2 separate regions of the Rattus norvegicus genome follow, and region 2 is linked to region 1. Evidence: chromatin contacts called from public Hi-C data. All regions are on one chromosome and are shown on one strand. Each heading gives the region's core, a stretch centred on a gene start, on an enhancer-like site or on the middle of the called end of the contact. The rest is flanking DNA. Distances are from core to core; before and after follow the strand shown.

Region 1 (2,909 bases), core at 189-2,688:
GATTACAGAGATAACATCTTACCTTGTATTGTCAGAAGCAAATCAGGTCACTGAAGGGAGTGGACTTCGCAGGCATGGGACAGCGCCATCTTTGGAAGTTGCCTGTTGTGGATGAATCCATATGTGAAGGAATCAGGGGGTTGGGTGTAACCATCAGCTACTGGTATTTGGTCCCTCTCCCTGTTCTGTCCCCCTTGGTGTCGGCCTCTCTAAGGGTAGCTCTCCTATGGCTCCAAGGTAACTCTTGAGGCCAACCAGAATCATGTAGTCTGTCTGTCTGTCCTGCAGGAAAGGAAAAGTCTTCCTCCTGTCATGGACTAAAGTTAGGTAGACGTCACATGACTACCCTGTGACTAGGAGGGCAGCCCCGATGTAGTAAGAAGACACACTTGGCCTGAGGGGTATGTGTGTGTGTGTGTGTGTGTGTGTGTGTGTGTGTGTGTGTGTGTGTTTCCGCAATCGCATTGACAGGGGATGAAACCTGATAAAAAAAGACACTGATATTAGCCTAGAACTATGCACACACACATCATCTCTTCTGCATCTATGTCATAGCCTTCGTTCACATGTGGGGCTACTCAGATAAATGTTCAATATCTTGCTTATGGTGGTGTTTAAGATGATTTATTTTGCACTATTTATCTATTCACTTACTTATCTTGTATGTTTGATATGTATGTGTGAGTGTGGACATGCTTGAGCCAGGGTGCAAGTGTGGGGGTGAGGAGACCGTTGTGGCAGTTGGTTCTCTCTTTCTCCCATGGGGGTCCTAGGGATCAGACTCAGGCTGTCCAGCTTGGTGGCAGGCACATTCACACAGCGAGTTCTCTCATCAGCTCCATGGTAGTGGTTTCTGCAGGGCTAGTCCTACATCTAGACTCTCCAAACCCTATGCTTAAACTCAGGATTACTGTGGGCAGGTTAGATTTCAAAGAGGCTGATTTTAAAAGTGTCAGTTTGGGCTCTTATGTTGTAAAAACAAACAAAAACAAACAAACAAACAAACAAACAAAAAAACCAGAACAATTTTTTTTTGGTGACCAGGGGATAAAGTTCTGAAGTTCTGATTTATGTCTCTGCGATTTCCCTTTGGTAGTAAACAAAAATATGTCCATATATAGTATTTGTGTCATTTATCAGTTGCAAGGGCTTGTTACAGTCACAAGAGACTGACAAAAAAAAAAGTCAGCAAAAACATCTTGTAGAAATGCTGCACGGAATTTATAATGAAAGGTAGTGTGTATTTTATTATCATTAAAAGGCAAAGCCCAGAGTCACCTTTGTCAGTCAAGTTGCTGACACTGTGGTTTGAAAGCATTGAGCACAGAGAGTCATTCTTCTGGACGGTTATTTTCTTGCCCCTCCTGTCAAGGCAGGAAAGTCACAGAGAAGAAGGAACGTGGACTGACTCAGCCCTGAACACTAGCTGCCGGTTCCAGGCTCAGACAGGCTCTTTCTTGCCTGCCGGGCCAGCTGGGCCTTCCCCTTGGCAGCCCTGGAAATGAGGGGATGGAAAGAGAATTTGCAACAGTGACCTCTGGGAAGCAGAGTTACATTTTTGACAAGAGGCCAGTGGTTACACATTAAGCGGCTCAGGCTCAGCATCTCCAAGCTGCCTCCACGCTCATCCCTGGAGAGCAGATTTCCCAATGTGAGCCAGGGGCTGCAGTCCTACTGCGTGCCGGCTTGAGGACAGGGAGTCAGGAGAGACGGATGGAAAATTCTGACGACATGGGAAGGAAACATAACTTGGCTGAAGTCTGACTGAAGCCTCTTGCCAGCTGAGAATCAGAATTGTAACATGATTAATTTTCCTTAAGGCTATTCTCCCTTCCCATCTGTAAACCTGCAATTTTCTAGGAATATCCCTAGCTTATAGTTAAAGGGTGCACTCTAAGCTCCTTTGCAACCCTCGTGGCTCCTGTTTTTACCTTATCGGATTCTAGTCTCATCTGTAGCACCTTTGGAACCACCCTGGAGCTTTACTGAAGTAAACAAGGAAATAAGTAATACATAAATGAATATAAAGAATGGAGGGTCTCTTAAAAACTGTCTAGGCAATGGCATCCCAAGCCTCTAAAATCCTGAATGCAGTCATCACTTGCACTTCTAAAGGCCACTCTTATTTGAGAAACCACACCGGTGCCCTTGGGTGTACCCTGATCTTTCTTTGGGGGTTTCTCTTTCTGTTTTTTTTTTTTAATAAACTTTAACTTTACTTAATACTGGGATCATTCTAACATTGTTTTCTGTGGGAAAGTCAAGGAACCTTCTTGACCTGTTTAGCAGTCTCTAAAACAGAACTCTGAGGATGCTGGCCTTGGCAGTGTCTACACAGTTCTGGGCTGTGTCATTACTGCTGACACAGGACAGGACACAGGGGACAAGGTTCCTTTCTCCTCCCTCAGAACTTGTGTACCCCATCTTTATCTCTTTCTCATGTATCCAGATACTCCTGGGTTCCACATGGTGGAAACACTGTATATAGTTAGTTAGTAACACTGGCAGATAAAAAAATTACCTCCAAATATAACAGGTTTAAGTAATATTTTCCCACCATTAAATATCTTTTGGACCAGGATCAACCTATGTCTTTTTTTTTTTTTTTTGAGACAGGGCATTGCTATGGAGCCCAGTTTCACCTTGAGTTTAAGGTCTTGTTTATGATCCAAGTGCTGTAAGATATGAAGCATCAGCCCTTGAACTCAAAATTTGGGAGTTTGGGAGCAGCTCAATTGGTTGGTCCTGACTCAGGGTTGCTCCTGAGGTTGTGGTCATGAAGTCAGGGAACCATTTTGGACAGTGAGGGAGCCAAAGCAGCCTAGAAGGATACCGAGTACTGGTATCACAGAGTGTAATGGACTTCCTCATCTACATGGACAAGAGCAAACTTTCACCCTGTTTCAGTC
Region 2 (2,925 bases), core at 86-2,585, 190 kb before region 1:
ACAAAGTGGACAATGTTGGTTGAATATGGACAGCATTCCTTCAGCTTGGAACTGTTATGTAGCCAATGCTTAGGCTTTCTTCACTAAATTGACATCAGAGTTGTTCCTCCTTCCCATCCATGCTAGGTCTTTTGGCCCTTCTTTTGCCTTACACTGCTTCGGGTTGTTCTCACTGTTGTTTTAAAACTGTCTCTCTTGGCTGGAGAAAGGGGAGTGGGTGGGTAAACAATGCATTGGTTGCTCACTGATGAATTCCGAATCCAGCCCACACTGGCACTTCTGGAAACACTACTGAAGCAATTCATCCCTACGTCAGGTGTTGTGCAAACAGTATCACGAAATACATTCTCAGCTACAATATGTGGTAAATTGCAATGCCCTTTAGGAACTAACAAACATGCATATTGTTTAGAAAGATCCCAGAACTTAGATGGCACCTCAGACGCTGGAATCTAAGTCTAGAAGTCTAGTGGCAAACCCATCTTTTAACCTCTTCCTCTCCGCATCTAACCTCGTCCGGAATAAACTGTTTAAACACACTCTTTAGGAAACCCATTAGGTGTGTGTTTCAGTTTATGAGAAATCAAACGAAAACAGCAATGTAACATGCATTCTGACTTATAAAAGGCCATATAGGTGTAATGTAAAAAATGGTGATGAGCGAGAGAAAATTGGCTCTCCTAATAAAAAAGCCCAAAGACAATTAATGTCTTGCCTTCCATCTGAAAGTTAACGGGGCTTTAAAACACATCCTTCACATGGCGTGTAGACACTGAGCTGGGGCCTGAACTCATGTCTCAGTGACAGACTCCAAGAGGGGACTTCCCGTGGTGCAAAGCCACCGGGAGGTCAGATGTCAAACAGAGGCGGGGTCAGGGGTCAGCCGCCAGGCCGGGCGGTGTGACCACGGGTGCCCGGGAGGCGAGAACACACCGCACTGCGCCCCCGGAGCAGAGTCGGGGTGGAGGGCAGGTCAACCCCGGTGTCCAGAGCCTACGGGGCTGTGGCGTCCCCTTCGTTAGCCCTGAGCGAAGACGAGCTCGACAGCGCTCGGGAAAGGCGGAGACCGGGTCCCACAGGCCAAGCCGTCCCGCCCGCGGCCTAGTCGCGCCTCACCTGAGGACGCCGCGGCCTCGTCACCCACCCGGGCCGCCACAGCAGCCGGCTGCTCCCGGACCTGCCGGCTAGCTCTTCCGGGAGACGTGGAAGGGCGGCGAGGACCTCAAAACAGAGTGGCCGCTCAGCTGCCTGAGCGGCGGATAGCTGAGTGCCGCTGGCCGCCTAGCAGGTCACTCAGGCGGCGGCGCCGGCGGCCGCGGGGCCCTAGCGCCTGGCCACGCCCCACTTCCGTCGGCCGCGGACCCGGGCGCCCCGCCAGCGTGCGTGTGACGTAACACCGCCCGCACGCGGCTGCCACAACATTGCGGGGCACGCCTACAACGGGGGCATGGTCCTGTGAATGACATGGGAGGTCCAACCCAAACTGGGCGGGGCATGAGCCTCTGAGCTCCTCCTCCCTTTCAAAGTTGTCCTCCTGAGAATTTCGAGGTAGAGCATGCAACTGTAATCCCCAGGCCTGGGATGGTTCAGAAAATAAAGTAAATAGAATAAATAGCCAGGACAGACGGCCTGAGTTCATCCACAAAGCGTGCCCACAGAACACACACTCACATACACACTTTAACTAACAAAACAATTTAAAGGGATGGGGTGAAGAACTCGGGAAGGGGGGAACCAGAAAGGGGTGGTGGTGGTGATGTAACATTTGGAATGTAAATAAGTAAAATAATTTAATAAAAAAATAAACAAAACAAAAAGAACACAATTTAAAAAAGAAAACCGGACCCCTGATTTTGTGGAGCTTGCTTTCAAGCAAGAGAGATAGATTTTTGCCTAAACCAATGAAAGAACAATAGTTCAGACCATTTACCAAGGTTGTAAATCCAGAAAAACATGGAGAAGTGTTCAGAGGCACAAAAATAAATCAGGCTGTGAGGGTTCCTGGTAGAAAAGATATCCTGGACTGAGACCATTGTTCGATACTACTATAGTTATCTTTTGTGTACAGTTCACAGACTTTTTGAAATGGGTGTTTAAAAATAAAATCTGCGGGGCTGGGGATTTAGCTCAGTGGTAGAGCGCTTACCTAGGAAGCGCAAGGCCCTGGGTTCGGTCCCCAGCTCCGAAAAAAAAAAGAAAAAAGAAAAAAAAATAAAATCTGCATTCAATAATTCATCGAATGCCACATCTACTGGGTGAACAAGACCAGGCTAATTTGGCCCTCATGAAAAGCCTTTGATAAATTCTCAAGTAAGTGCTTTTGGGCATTGAGGAAACTAAGATTTAAAAAATGTTAAATAATCTTTCCAATATTATCTGCCCTTAAAAGAGGGGTCCATCTCACTCCAAAGTCTGTGCCCCTCCTAGACTCAATGTTTTATTGTCCCCACATTAAATATTGGGAATAATTACAAACCATTTTCTTCCTATTAAGTCGGGTTAATCCAGTCCAGTAATGAGAATAACTCACAGCAAAAGGAGAAAATCACTGTTGCTGTGGTCTTCGAGCCATTATTAAGTGGAGAACAGTTTTCAGGATCCCTGAGCTTCATTCTCACAATGCTTTAAGGAGTGCTCTTATTGTGTGGTAAGTGGTACCCCAGCTCTGACGAACCAGCTGTTCTTCCTGTTGCAGAGGTTGCCAGGTGACTGCTACACATCCCGAGATGGAGATATCTTTTCCAGCTCCACTGATGTCCATTTGATCATATGACCCACCTTTCACTGATGGAATGTATACAGGCCTCAATATATACAAGCCTAAACTTTCAGAGTCAGGCAATGATGTGTTTCCTCCAGCTCATTTTCTTCATGAGAGAGAGAGAGCAGATCCCAGCCAGGGTTATTCTGTCAGCTTGGGTCCTG

Evidence for each region. A called contact is a pair of places that touch in the nucleus more often than the background predicts.
Region 2: a contact with region 1 is called in a Hi-C map of the A7r5 cell line, with 2.7 times the contacts expected there. The contact joins the promoter of Golga5 here to the enhancer-like site in region 1. A contact is called at or near these places in 2 of 12 Hi-C or Micro-C datasets (the A7r5 cell line and mammary epithelial cells).

The regions. Positions count from the first base shown.
Region 1 is chr6:127,187,465-127,190,373 of GRCr8, reverse strand. No RefSeq gene overlaps it. Among named protein-coding and RNA genes, the nearest start is that of Rin3, 7.7 kb to the left of the region's middle. Within about 2 kb of position 1,438, at least 17 of the 93 cell types and tissues checked have an H3K27ac peak or open chromatin away from gene starts, as enhancers often do. A contact at or near this core is called in the A7r5 cell line, where this site is marked.
Region 2 is chr6:127,375,654-127,378,578 of GRCr8, reverse strand. Golga5 (golgin A5) reads right to left here and starts at 1,335. Exons shown (of 13, transcript NM_001033065.2): 1 at 1,117-1,335.